Linked DNA regions of Mus musculus: all the other regions are linked to region 5. Evidence: chromatin contacts called from public promoter capture Hi-C data. All regions are on one chromosome and are shown on one strand. Each heading gives the region's core, a stretch centred on a gene start, on an enhancer-like site or on the middle of the called end of the contact. The rest is flanking DNA. Distances are from core to core; before and after follow the strand shown.

The links. Promoter capture Hi-C pulls out the DNA fragments that hold promoters and counts their contacts.
Region 1: a contact with region 5 is called in a promoter capture Hi-C map of the HPC-7 cell line. The contact joins the promoter of B9d2 here to the promoter of Cnot3 in region 5. A contact is called at or near these places in 3 of 39 promoter capture datasets (the HPC-7 cell line, cranial neural crest and maxillary cranial neural crest).
Region 2: a contact with region 5 is called in a promoter capture Hi-C map of the HPC-7 cell line. The contact joins the promoter of Rab4b here to the promoter of Cnot3 in region 5. A contact is called at or near these places in 6 of 39 promoter capture datasets (the HPC-7 cell line, cranial neural crest, frontonasal cranial neural crest and 3 more).
Region 3: a promoter capture Hi-C map of cranial neural crest shows a contact between it and region 5. The contact joins the promoter of Arhgap33 here to the promoter of Cnot3 in region 5. A contact is called at or near these places in 3 of 39 promoter capture datasets (cranial neural crest, maxillary cranial neural crest and pre-B cells).
Region 4: a contact with region 5 is called in a promoter capture Hi-C map of second pharyngeal arch cranial neural crest. The contact joins the promoter of Rabac1 here to the promoter of Cnot3 in region 5. A contact is called at or near these places in 4 of 39 promoter capture datasets (the HPC-7 cell line, cranial neural crest, frontonasal cranial neural crest and 1 more).

Annotation. Positions count from the first base shown.
Region 1 is chr7:25,679,383-25,682,082 of GRCm38.p6, forward strand. B9d2 (B9 protein domain 2) reads left to right here and starts at 1,398. Exons shown (of 4, transcript NM_001362154.1): 1 at 1,398-1,596; 2 at 2,001-2,092. The coding sequence starts at 2,005. It also overlaps a transcript of Tmem91 not described here.
Region 2 is chr7:27,177,520-27,180,219 of GRCm38.p6, forward strand. Rab4b (RAB4B, member RAS oncogene family) reads right to left here and starts at 1,364. Exons shown (of 8, transcript NM_029391.2): 1 at 1,208-1,364. The coding sequence starts at 1,223. Mia (melanoma inhibitory activity) reads right to left here. Exons shown (of 4, transcript NM_019394.3): 3 at 2,650-2,700; 4 at 2,222-2,315. The coding sequence ends at 2,292.
Region 3 is chr7:30,533,619-30,536,318 of GRCm38.p6, forward strand. It overlaps Arhgap33 (Rho GTPase activating protein 33), which reads right to left and starts at 1,442. Exons shown (of 22, transcript NM_178252.3): 1 at 1,308-1,442; 2 at 485-594. The coding sequence starts at 562.
Region 4 is chr7:24,971,303-24,974,002 of GRCm38.p6, forward strand. It overlaps Rabac1 (Rab acceptor 1 (prenylated)), which reads right to left and starts at 1,426. Exons shown (of 5, transcript NM_010261.2): 1 at 1,225-1,426; 2 at 800-1,012; 3 at 459-556. The coding sequence starts at 1,280.
Region 5 is chr7:3,643,959-3,646,658 of GRCm38.p6, forward strand. It overlaps Cnot3 (CCR4-NOT transcription complex, subunit 3), which reads left to right and starts at 1,311. Exons shown (of 18, transcript NM_146176.3): 1 at 1,311-1,626. It overlaps Gm15927 (a long non-coding RNA gene), which reads right to left and starts at 387. Exons shown (of 6, transcript XR_003946711.1): 1 at 295-387; 2 at 1-211.

The DNA.
Region 1 (2,700 bases), core at 148-2,647, about 22 Mb after region 5:
TGCCTGCAATGCACTCTCCAGAACGCCAGATACTCTCCTGTAGCCTTGGCAGGCACTGCATGCACCTGGTGCTCAGATATACGTGAAAAACACCAGTGCAAACAACAGATGTTTAAAAAGCAAGCACACAAAAACAGTGGTGTTAGTGTTGGTAACACATATCCTGAAAATTGGAAGGAAAAAAAAGTGGATAGCTTCTAGGGACAACCTTGGAGGTTGGTGAGCTAGCTTCTGGCCTCTACATATGCACCATACAAACAACCACCCATACACCTGAACACACCACACACACACACACACACACACACACACACACACACACACCACACAGACGAGCTATCTTCTGGCCTCTACATATGCACCATACAAACAACCACCCATACACCTGAACACACCACACACACACACACACACACACACACGACTTAAGTTCTTGTTTTAGTTTTAGTTTGTTTGTTTAAGGGGGATTGGCCTGGAACTCACTTAATAGCCCAGGCTGGCTTTAAATTTGCAGCATTCCTCCTGCCTCAGTCTCTCATGAGCCACAATACTCATCATAAAATTTTTAAAATTTGTTTCCGACTTGGGAAAAAAATATATATATATAAAGGAGAGAGGCTTTCTTCCCTGACTTCCTGCCAAAGGGGCTTCTTCCTTCCTTTTGTAGGATTTATTTTTATTATTTGTGTATGCCACCTGTGCGCGGGGCAGGGGTTGAGGGTGGGAAGTGTCCTCTGGGACGCCAGAAGAGGGCAGAGTTGGAGCTGGAGTTACAGAATGCTGGGAACCGAACTCCAGTTCTCTGGAAGTGAGGCAAGCGCTCTTGTTGCACCATCTCTCCAGCCCCGTCTTCCTCATTTATCTTTACTCCAACCTGTTTGTTCAAAACCAGCTGCTAGAATGAACTTTGCAGTGACTCTGAGAAAGAACTTGGACTTCTCAGTCCTTGAGAAATCTGAGGAAGCTCTGAAAACTGAAGAGAAACCCACTTCCCAATTTCTCTAGTGTCAGAATATGGAGGTCCTTTTTTCCCCTCCAGCTACAACATAGAGATGACTACTATGGGAGTCCCTTTAGGTGCCCGTTTAGTGTCGGCTGGCTCCATTCTGGCTGTGATCCTGAACAGGAAAGGTGTTTTGTTTTGAGGAAGCAAAGAGCATCAATAGATTTGCTTATTGCGTGAAGAAGATATGGAGAGGAAACAGTTGGCGTTCTAACTTCCTCAACTGCTGATAGAGATAACCCGCCAGGCCTCCCACTCTGGGGCGTAAGGCGTCGCAGGAGCAAGACCTATGCAATTCTCGCAAAAAAGTCCCGAATGACCGCGTCCATCACGACTACGCCCCGCCCCCCAGAGGGCAGCTATAGCACCAATCATCAGCACGCAGGGCGGGCTCAGGGGAGGAACCTGCTGTTGCCCCAGCAACAGTCGGGGCACCCCAGGAGAGCGAGGCTGCGGATCTATCTACCTCAGATCTCCCTCCGCCTGGAAGGGCCCGGGAGGGGAGCGAGACTAGTCTCGACGGCGCCCGCAAAGAAGCCCGTGAACTACCATCCCCGAGGCAGCTTTCACTTCTAACGGTCAAGTACGCGGAGGTAGGAATGACGCATGCGCTACGCCTACGGGCAAGGGTAAAGCGGCCCTACACCCGAGACGAGACGCATGCGCCTTTTGAAGCTTGGCTGATCTGCCGCGAAGGGGCGGGGCCTTGCACATGTGGGCGGGGCCACAACCCTGGGGCGGGGCTTTCTAAGCGTCTGAGCCTTGGTTTATTTATTGGTGCAGGTTCCCACACCTCTGGGAGACTTCCCCATTTTTCTTGGGCTTTTCTGGGGACGTGGCTTGTATCTGTGATGAAGGCCACATTGTCAGTGGGTTGGTGGAACTAGCTTAGAATCACAGTGCTGTTCTTTATGTGATAGGCTTCAGTTTTCCCAGCTGTCAGATGGAAATAATACAGTTACCTCACAGGGTTGTGATTGAATTTTTCCTTTCCTAGAGCCATGGCTGAAGTGCACGTGATCGGGCAGATCATAGGGGCCACCGGTTTCTCGGAAAGCAGCCTCTTTTGCAAGTGGGGCATCCACACAGGTATCCTCCTCACACCTTGTTCATCTCCCAAACAATACCCAGCTCCCTCCCCTAGCCTAAGTCTCCATGTTCCTTCCTCGATTCTCCAATGAACTCATACTGTTTGCTTCTCTTTATCCTTGTCTTTCATGTTATCTCACCATCGGAAAACATAGCCCCTAAGCATATGGGGCTGTGACATAGAAAACACGCGCGCACACACACACACACACACACACACACACACACACACTTCCTGTCCTCAGGCCAGTAGACAAACTAGGTGTGCTTATGCATATCTGTAATTCCAGCACCTAGGAAGCCTTCTATTACAAGTTTGGGGCCCTGTCTCAAAGAAAAGAGCACAAAATATATACAAGATTATTGTAAGTTCTAGGGAAAAAAAGAAAGTGATGTGCTGGGGGCTGATTTGGGATGTGGAGGTCTGAGATCAGAGAAAGCCTTTCTGTGCAAGTGGCACTTGAATTGGGGGGCAGGAGGAAAACAGCCGGAAATGGGCACCCAGTAGCAGACGTTTCAGGGCAAAAGGAACAGCCGCTGCCAAGGCCTTGAGGCAAGGGAACAGGATGGGACCAGTGAGGCTTGAGGGTGGGGAGCGGCAGTGGCAG
Region 2 (2,700 bases), core at 114-2,613, about 24 Mb after region 5:
CACAAAATTATTTTTATATAGTGTTTACCATATACATGCCCATCACAGTCCTAAAGACTCATTTAATCATAAATAAAGCTCTAAAGATAAAATTATACAGCTCAAGAGATGGCTCAGCAGTTGAGAGCAATGACTGCTCTTCCAGAGGTCCTGAATTCAATTCCCAGCAACCTCATGGTGGCTTACAACCATCTATAATGGGATCCAATGCCCTCTTCTGGTGGCTCTGAATACGGCTACAATGTACTCATATACATTAAATAAATATTTAAAAAGGAAAGAAGGAAGTATACTAAGGACTTCTACTTTCCAGACTAGGAAAATGAGGCCAGAGAGGTTAACTGACGAAAGCAAGACTACACAGCTAGGCACAGCTAAGCTACAAACCCAAACTAAAGGTCTCCACAATGCAAGACCTTACCTGATGCATTTCAAAAGCCATTTCAACAAGAATTAAATCTGACCTCCATTCCTCTTCACTTCACCTCCTACCCCCTCTCACTCATTCACTCTGTCAAGGCCTCTGACGTTGGGCCTATGTCCTAAACTGGTTACCTCCTCTGGTAAGTGTGCACCAGATTCTGTGGCTTTTCTATGAGTGTTCAATGAATGGAGCTGTCTCTGATTGTCGTCAGAGATTTCTACTGCCTTCCAACCTACCTCTACCCACCTGACACTGTACATCCATACTGATTGCCTAACTCTGAACCTTGTCTCCCCATCCTCTGTCCAGAACCCCTGGCCTCTATCCTTAAACTTATGCCGCATTTCTTGACGCTAAGTTTCAAATCTATAACTCAAGAACATCACTCCAGCCCTCTCAAACCAGATCAGCCCACAGAGTGTGCAGGGTGCACAGCATCTGTGAGGCTCTCTCTGTAGTCCATAAAACCTGACCCTTGCTGGTCACCGTCAGCCCCGCCCTATCCACTCATGCTCCGCCCAGGAAGGCTTGCTTCCCTCTTCAAGGCCTACCCCCTACCCTAATCTACCAAGACTAGGTCCCTTAAATCCCGCCCTAGATCTTTTTAACCCGTACAGCGGCCTCTTCAAGCTCCACCCAAATCGATTAGCTCAGCCCCAGACCCACTTAGCCCTGCCCCGTATCCGGGCAGACCCCGCCCACCTGACCAGAAAGCCCCGCCCCACTTCCACATCCACATCCACTACGGGCCCAGCCCCCCCTGCTTCGGCCCATCAGCCTCACCGTAGGTCTCGGCCATGGCTCAGTGGCGACCGCTGAGGGCCGCAATATGGCGCCGCAGCCGCGCCTGTTCCTCGGCTGGCAGCCGCTCCACTCGGGCTGCAGCCTCAGCTCCTTTCCACTTCTGGACCCGGCGCCGCCACTTCCGCCTTCACCGCCCCCCCCCCTCCCGCGCGAGCCTCCGGAGCTGCGGATACCAGGCCACGCTCGCCCAACGCAGTGATTGGTGGATTCAGGAGGCAGTGGGCGGGATAAGCGGCGCGGATTGGTGGCATGAGAGGGGCCGAGTCAAAAGGGGCGTGACATAGAAGAGCGATTGGTGGAGCAAGTGGGAGAGGGCGGAGGCAGAGATGCTGCCCTAGCGGTGGAACGGATTTGGTCAAATATCGGGGAGCAGAGACTAGACTCCGTATTGGTTATACGTAGGCACGGGGCGGGGACAAGAATGCCAAGAAGGAGCAAGGGCAGGATGGACAGAGTTGGAAGAATGGATCTCAGGCTGCTGAGTGTAATTTCTAACCCCATAGACCGGAAAGAGGAAAGCTGAGGACACGCGCACATTTATCCCTATCTACAAGAAAAACCTCTGTTGGTCGGGCTCTGGGGTCGCGCATGCTTTCAACCCCAGTACTCAGGAAGCAGAGGCAGATGTATCGCTGAGTTCAAGGCCAACCTGGTCTACATAGTGAGTTTCAGAACAGTCAGGGCCTACATAGAGAAACCCTCAAAACAAAGACAAAACAAAAAAACTGTACGTTCTATGCGCTTCTCGGGATCTATTGGCTCATACCAATGATTCAACTCCCTTTAAAAGAGAGGAAAGCGTACATATATTGTACTGTTTACCCCCTTGCTTGGGGGTCCCAAACCTTACCTTGGAGCAAAGGGCTTGCAAAGTGAAATTCTGCCTAGTAGCCACTGACGTTACAACATTCAGGGCATTAATTGGCTATATTCAGAAACCCGTGAAACATTCTTTGCACATACCCACCCAACCCCAAAAACCAAAGAGACAAATAGTTTGCCATTGGCTGCTGTATTTGCATAGAGCCGGAAGGGTAACTGCAGGGATAGCGGTAGGCTGAGCTCACTGGCAGTAGAAATCCCATTGCTGAAAAAGAGTAGATAGAAAACCAACCAGTGATGACATTGCAATGCGCCTAGTGGTTCTAACAAAGTTATAGCTGCAAGGACTAGGTTTGATCACCCAGAAATGAACACATTAGCTTCCAGTACTGCACCCTCTGCCATTTCCCAATTAGAGATCACTCAGCACTGGGCAGGGCCTGTAAACTCAGCAGCCCTCAGGAGGCTGAAACTGGAGGCTAGTGATTTTGAGGCCAGCTTGGGTACATACCAACAACAAAAATAATTACTTCTCATAAACAGGTAAGCAAATAAAGGAACTATCATCCTACTCCCACCTCCACCCCCAAGACACTCACATCGGTCTTCATATCAATTTTGCCAGGTTTCAGAGTCAGGTCCTCCCGGAC
Region 3 (2,700 bases), core at 192-2,691, about 27 Mb after region 5:
AGGCTATTCCTCAGACTGGAATGTGGTTTGCACACCGTCACTAGGTTCTCTCCTCCTCATTCCTCATGTGTGTTCCTTCAGAAAGCCCTCTCTGTCCATCTAAGGCTGTTTCAGACAATTGTCTCCATCCCATCCTGTGGGCTTTCTCCATCCCATACTACACAACTATACCTGAGCTTATCCATCTCACTCTGAGATGCTTCCTGCAAGGAACTCATCTCTCCCTTTGGAAATAGGGCCCCAGGCTGACACCCTCACCCCCACCCCCGCCAATGCCCAACAGAGATCAGCACAGAGTTAGTACTGTATGTATGATTCTTCTCTGGGTCCCTGACACGCAGTGCCAATCCAGTTGCACGGCATAGACTGGGCAACTCTGATGAATAAAATAACCAGCTGCCAGATGGGGATTCGGGGATTTGCTAGACTGGGCTTTTTCCCTCCTCCGTGTCCCTGCAACCCCAAGTTCATCCCTGGGTCTCACCCTCAGAGTCTGTCCCCTGCCAGCCCATGAAGCTCCCCAAGGCAGGATGGGATCTGACTGTTTCTGTGCCTGGAGCATGGGGCCTGCACAGAGGAGGTCTCAGTGAATGTCTGTGGAGTGAGGGAATGAATGGATGAATGAGCGGGAGCAGTATGGAGGAGGGGAGATGAAGACAAGGAGATGGAGAAGCCCCAAGGCTCAAGTGGAACGGAGGCGGGAGGCGCGATGTTGGCCTCGAGTAAGGATCGGGAAGCGGCGGGAGAGACTTCGATAAAGGTTCAGATCGATGTCGGTGGAGGGATTGAGAGCGCGTGGCGTGGGATGAAAATGAAGAAGAAAAGGGTCAGGCAGGGGATGGAGTGAGATGGGGGTGGGGCTCAGGAATGAGAAAGGGGCTGTTGGGAGCAGGAGGTGGTGGTCGGGAGGGTGACTGGGGATGAGGATGCTGAGGAGGGCGCTGGAGTGGGGGCTGGTTTCCAGGGAGCCTCGGCAGACGCCTGCAGGGGGGAAGCCCTCATGGGGCGCGCGGGTCCTTCCCTGAACCAGCCCCCTTTTCTCAAGTCCGGATCCTCCGCCACTGTCACCCCTTTTTCAGGGCCCAGAAGGGGGAGGGAGGAAATGTGCGCTGAGGGGGCGGGGTCGAGGCCCGGGCCGCGACCCAGGACCGCACCGAGGTGGAGACCGTAGGGGACCGCGAGGAAGGGTGAGGGGCGGCGCGCAGGCCGCGGGCTCGGGCGGGGCCGGGGGCGGGGCGCGCAGGGCGGGGCCGCGCGGACAGACTGGCACGCGGACACACAGACTGATGGCCCCGAGGGCCCCTCACCACCATGGTCGCGGTAGCCTCCTCAGACCCCGGCGGCTTTCGAGCCCTCGTTCGCAGTCCTCGCCACCGCCGCCTCCGCCGCCATGGTGACACAAAGGGGAGGGCGTGAGGCGCGCGCGGGCGGTCGCAGGCTCCTCCCCTAACGGCTGCCGGGGGGGTCTCTGGCGCGCGCCCCATGAGGGGCGGGCCAGCGGGCACGCGGAGGCCCTTCTCATTGGCTCCAGTTTTGGCCTGAGGGCTACGCCCCGCCCACAAGGCGGCTGCTTATTGGCTTTGAGTGCTGCTCTACTTCCCGCCCCCATCCCCGCCCCGTCTCTCCAGTCCCACCCCCCGAAGTTTGACAGCGCCACGCCCATGGATGGTTGGCATTGGCTGTCAGGGCCCTCCTGAGATAAAACCCTGTATTCTTTATGCTCCGCTGCCGCCACTTCTCTCCTTAAGCAGCCTGCCCTTTCCTCCCGCGGTCGCTCCTCGGACGTGCTTCATTGGGTTCGCCTACGACTATCCCCCACAAGCAGCCTTTTCGAAATGCGGGTCCTCCAGTCCCCACGCTGTCAGTCCTGATCCTGACCCCGCCCACAAGCTTTTTGATCTCGCACACCCCGCTGTGTCCCCACCCTAGGCTCTGTGCGACTTGGCCTCCCCCTATTCACTGGACATCTTTCCTTGTTTCCCTATATTCGCTTATTTGAGGCTAGCCTTTGACATCTTTTTCTAGGAAAAGCTTCTGTATGGAATGCTATGACATTCATGCCTCTCAGAAAGCCAGGTGCAGTCTTTTTTCTTTTTTTAAACGATAGAGAAGTGCCTAGAAAGCATTGCAGCCACACCCTTTCCGGAAGGATGCTTTCACTGATCTGGACCTGAGCAGGCCTCTCGTTTCGGTAGCACGCTCCCGGTCCAGGCTTTTAAAGACTTTGATTATTTAATTCGGGGATATACCAATAATCAAAAAAAAAAAAAATACAGCCTTACCCATATGGAAGCTCAAAGGCTAGTATGAACTAGGTGATTTCGGTTTGTAATCTCAGCACTGGAAAAGTGGGTGCAGGAGAATCATGAATTTGAGGCCAGCTTGAGCTGCATAGTGAAAATCTGTCTCAAACAAACCAAATTAGGGACTGGAGAGATGGCTCAGCAGTTAGCACTGACTACTCTTCCAGAGTCCTCAGATTTCTACTCCCTGTTCCAAGCACCCACATGACTGTTCACCAGCTACAGCTCCAAGATGTCCAGAAGATGCTCTCTGTGGGCACTAGGCACACATGGAACCCCCAACATATACACAGGCAAAATACCTGTATGCATTAAATAAAAAAATTTAAAACCTCCAAATCAAAGGCTGATGGGGGAAGATAATGAACAAAATAAATATAAATATGTATCATCCGAG
Region 4 (2,700 bases), core at 176-2,675, about 21 Mb after region 5:
CCCTCATTGGGTCTTCCCTGACACCTTTCTTTCCAGTGGTCCTGGTGACAGTCTGGGGCCACCGGACTTACAGATCTCAGCCTTCCCCTCTGAGAATCATCAGGGCCAAGACTTGGGAAGGAACACGGATCTAGGCCTGCATGAGGTCGCCACCTGGTGTGCAGTGTGGGTATCTGCAGCTGATGCGTTCCGTGGGGGGGGGGGGGGGGGGTTGAGTGGAATTGGATTAAGTCATTTACAAGAGACAGAGGTGCCAGGGCTTTGGGGTCTCTCTGGGTTTGGGAAGCTGAGACTGGAGGGGAGCACCTGGTGGGTCTAAGCCCTTAAAGACCAAGTTAAGTGACTCTAGTGGACAGCTCGGTGGGGGCCGTCTTGGGTCCCAACTATTCGGAAGTTTGCATTCCGTGAGACCACGATCAGAAAGGCCCGAGGAGCCATTTGGGCAGGAGATTTCTTACCAAAGAGTACAAGCTTAGACTGCAACGTGCGCAGATAGAGAATGTAACAGGCGCCAAAGAAGACAGCCAGAGCCACCAGCAGCATGGGAGATGTCACCCTGGAAGAGTGTGGGAGACAGGAGTTAGGTATCCGAGGCTGCGTCAGCCAGGCCCCTCTAGCTTTGGACACAGACTGAGGTTACGTCCTTCTAGGCCAGCGAAGGCCACATCCTGGTCAGGTGAATGCAGGAGTACAGACTGACCGGGTCCTGTAGTGACAAAGTGGGCTAACTGGTCTGGGCGGGGCCTGGCAGCCGGGGGCGGGGTCTGACTATCGAGGGCGGGGCCGCAGAGGCACTCACACGCAGTACAGGATGAGGCCGAGAAACACGAACACGTAGTTGCTTTGATAATACTCCACGTTGCGTACCAGGCGCTGGCAAAGCTCTCCCACATTGCGGGGTCGCGAGAAACGTTGCTGGTCCACGAAGGTGCCCCAGGGCCGGATGGTCGCCCGGCGCCGCTCCAGCCACTCTCGGCCTGCGCCGGATGGAATCAGCTTGGGCAGCAGGGTCCTAATGGGCAGGGCAGAGCAGAGCAGCTGAAGGGAGGGAGAGGGTAGAATCTGGACCCCAGATTCTAGCACACCTGGTCCCAAGCATGACCTTGAACCCCTAGGAGGAAGGGTCCTGAGAGGGAGCCAACAGGACTGAGTCCCTCCCAGGACCTCTGAGGAGATGAGGGACTCCTGCATCTCGGATCTGGGGGTAACACCCTGCTTGCTCACGTGGCGCTCAGCCCTTCCCCTTCGGCATCCTTCTGCTGGTCCTTCTGGGCCGCCATGTCTGCACTGCAGTGGATAGAACCGCTGTAAATAGCCCGGAGCCCAGCAGCACCTAGGCGGCCCCACCCCAGCCGGGACTCTTTGGAAGTGGCGTCGTTGGGAGCTCTAGAGGGCGGTAGTTGTTCCTCCAAGCATTGTGGGTGTTGTAGTCATCGTGGCGTCAAGAGGCAGGTTTGCCTCGCAAGACATCTTGGGAGATGTATGCTAAGAGCTCGTCGGGAGCCTCTAGGCATTGTGGGAATTGTAGTTTCAGGAGGCTCAGCGTGGACTACAGCAGGTGGACTGTCAGGACAGAGGATTTTGTGGGAGTTCGAATGGCAGAAACGTACTTCCGTGGACCGTGCAGAGCTGTCGTTCTGGCTCGAGAGAGCTTAATAAAACATTGTTCGAAAACTCAGATATTCTGATTCTAACTGGGCAAGTCTGGGAAAGAGTTCATTTACTTTTTCTTTCCTAAAAGTATTTACTTTGAAAGTGAGACAGGAGAGATGGCTTACTTGTTTCTCTTTCAAAGGATCATAGCTTGGTTCCCAGCATCCACACCCAGTGCTTCACAACTGCCCGAAACTCCAGCTCTAGCCAATCAGACATACTCATGTGCACATACCCACACTCAGATACACATGATTTAAAAATAAATGTTTGCATTTTAAAAGAAAAGATTTACTTTTATATGTTTATGCGTGTGTGCCACCAGAAGAGGGTTTTAGAGCTCCTGGAACTGGAGTTACAGGCAATTATGAGCTGTCTAGAAATCATGGGTGCTGGGAACGGAACTCCTCCGGGTTGGGATTTCAGTATGGGCCACTCAGCAGGAAATTGTGTCTGGGTTTCCCACTTGGGGTCCAGCATTGCTTCAGATCAGTGGAGGACTGCAAATGTACAGTTAGCCTAAAGACTAAAGAGGGACACCACAAGGCCAGAGTACTGGAAAAGACAGAGAACCTTGGAAACCAGTTTGGCGGCAAAAGTCAGCTGGGTTTGACTGCTATGGGAACCAATTCAGTTTCTTTAAGAGGACTAAGCAAATTCTTTCTATTTCATGACCCTCAAGTCTCTGCTGCCCTGGTGGGAGTCGGGGCTTCGGGAGAAGGCAGTGGAGAAGGCAGTGGGATCCAGAGGCAACACTGTTGCAGAAAGTGGCAAACTAATTCAAAGAATGTAAGAAATTTGAATACTGGGATTTTTAGGATAGGTGTCTGGAAGCTGGGAAAGGAGTCCTTTGGGACAGTGGAAGCGAGGACCCTGAGGTAGAGATGTGATGAGGCAGGGGGTACTTTCAGGTTCCTGAGGGAGGAGGCTCACGTTAGATGGGTTTTGAGTCAGTAGGTAGTAGGAGACATCCGAGAAGGCTGTGGGAGATGGGACTTGGCTCTGAGCTCTTTCCTGTGCTTCCCAGAGCAAGTGGCACTGGGAAAA
Region 5 (2,700 bases), core at 61-2,560:
AGAATATGCCTTTTTATAAGCCATTTTTTCTCTCTTGCTTCATGCCATTCTGATGCGGTGAAATGCACGTGCACGTTCTCTTCAAGTGTGGATTTATCTTCTTTTCCTCCACATAGTAGGCAGAGATAGATCGAGTTTCCCCAATTCATGAAAACGTGGTGCTCACGTTTGCAACCTAGTCAGCAAAGGGCTATGGAGTGCTTCATGGGTACTAAACAACGAGAAATCCAGAGAGTGAGACTCAAGTATGTGTAAAAACGGCAGGAATCAAACAAAATTAAACCAGAGGCTCACCTAAGCACTCGGCAAGGGTGGTCGGAGAAGTTTACTCCTTAAGAAGCATAGCAGAACTCTAGTGAGTAGTCATTACAGATGTAACCGAGGTAGGGCAAAGCGCAGTTTCCTCTACAGCTGGAGTCCTTGCAACTCCAGGGAAGGTCCCAGTCTGCTAACTTAACCAGAGAAACGTCAGTCCCACGCCTTGTGTTTCTCAGTCGCTTCTGCAATGTTCCTGATTCCTTCTTTCTTTCTTTCATCCTTTAGAAAGCACTGAGTTTTAGAGATATACCAAGCAAACGCGCTTGGGGAATAACTACGAGGATCAGATAACAGCCTAGACAGGCAAAGGAAGGATGCTCCGACAACCACACCTGTCGGCAGGTTAATAGCTACCCTATTGGCTAACCGAGGGAAGGGGCGGGGTGTTTGTCTAGCTCCTCCCCTTAGGGCTGGCGGCTCTTTTGATTGGTAGATGACTTGGGTTTACTATCCCCAACCCTCTGGCACCTCTCCGTCTCCCACTAGATAAGCTTCCTTTAACACTCACACGCTATGCTTTTTGTCGTTTTCCTCTACCCACATTCATAGCTAACCAATGAGTTCAGGGTAGAATACACCTCGCAACCAATTACAGCTGCCTTTAAACTTGACGAGTAACTTCCCGCCCCTCACCCTGACTCCTCCCCGCTGCCAATTGATTTAGGGTAAGGGGGCGGACACATCCAATCAGCACGACACAGGCTTCCTGATTGACACCCAGGTCCTCGCGCTGGCGTGTTGTGCTCCGAGGAGGGGAGGAGGAGGAGGAGCTGGGAAGAAATACCCGAGCCAATCCAAGCAAGCTGAGCGGGAGGCCAATCGAACGCCGCGCCTTGCCGAGATCAGCCAATCATAATGAAGAGGTTGGCCTCATTCTCGCTAGGAACCAATGGGGCGCGCCTAACGGCGCAGAGCGACGTACTGCGGGAGCAATGACGGACCTATATTCGGGGCTCGGGGGCGGGCCGGCGCCAGAGAGGAGAAGAGAGGAGGGGAGGCCTCCGCCGCCGCCATCTTGGACCGGGCCCGTTCAGCTTCCGTGGAGCCGTCGGCAGCCGCTGCCGGGCCTTTCCTTGATCCCTGAATCCCCTACTCGGTCGTCTAGAACAATCCCGGGCCCACTTCCTCTATCAACAACCCAACCCTACTTCCGGCTTTCGCGCCCTCTTATCGCGATAGCGCCCGGGCTCGGGGCGCGAGGAAAGAGGAAAAAAAAAAAAAAAAAAGGCGGCGGGCGGGCGCTCGCCTCTCTCTCCCCCCTCCTCGCCTGTCGCGATACGCTCCGCAGCGGCGGCGCCAGCTCCTGCGGTGAGCGTCAGGTTCGACTGGGCCGGACCCCTTTCCCTCTTCCCTCAGCTCCATCGGCCGACTTCTTGCTCCGCGACCCTGCTGCCTGTCGCGACACGGCCTCAGCTCCCGCCGGGCCCAAGCCGCGCGCTCGGGCCCAGCTTCGGCTCGGGCGGGCGGGGACCCTCTCCTCTCTCTGTCCTCCCGCGTCCGGACTCCCGCGTGGCAGAGCGCCGGCCCCGGGTGCGAGGTGCCCGTCCTCCTCCGCGTCTGGCTGGGCTTGGAGCGGTGGGCGCGCTGCGGGCCGCGGAGGGGTCTTTCTGCTCTGGGCGCGGGGCCCACTCCTGCAGTCATGCCTTCCCCGGGAGCTCCATTCGGGAGCGTTGCCTCAGTGCACCCGAAAGCTCCAGCTTGTTGGTGTCTTGATAGGGGGAAGCCTCTTTGGAAGAGATGGATCTTGTGGAGGAAAAAGTCCCCAAGACCCGAGGGTGCAGTTAACGTTGTGAGTTGGAGCCTAAGCCAAAGTTTCCACCTAGTCCTTACAGCTCTAGCAGTGAAGTCTCCTAGAGGTCCCTTTCCACCAATCTTCTTTTTAAGGAAGCATGGGGTTTGTGAGTGTGTGTGTGTGTGTGTGTGTGTGTGTGTGTGTGTTTTGTTTTAACACTCCCTCCCCAAACCTTGGATTCAGGACTGTACCGTATTGCTCACTTCCTGGCTTCACATCTTTTGCATCTTTGAGGTGGGGTATCAGTGGACTCTAGCTTTGGGGATGCAGGCTCCACTACGATGCACGGTCTGCCTCGGTGGGTGAAGCTTCCTAAGTGGTTAGGTATTGCTGTGTGTGGTGAGGACCGCTTAGCTTTTCTTTCTAGATCTGGGTCGGTGGAATGCGAGCTCCCATGCTTTCAGTTGTTGGTGCTCTTCTGTTGGGACAGTTGAAGCACTTCTAAACAGCTGTATCTCGGTTCCGGGACTGTCATCCCTCTTAGGATTAGCTTTCTGTTCTTTTGGCTAGGGGCTTCCTCACCGTCTCCCTTCCCCGGTCATCACCTGGACTGCCATCTCTCTGTATTTCCATTCTCATCTGCCCAGCCT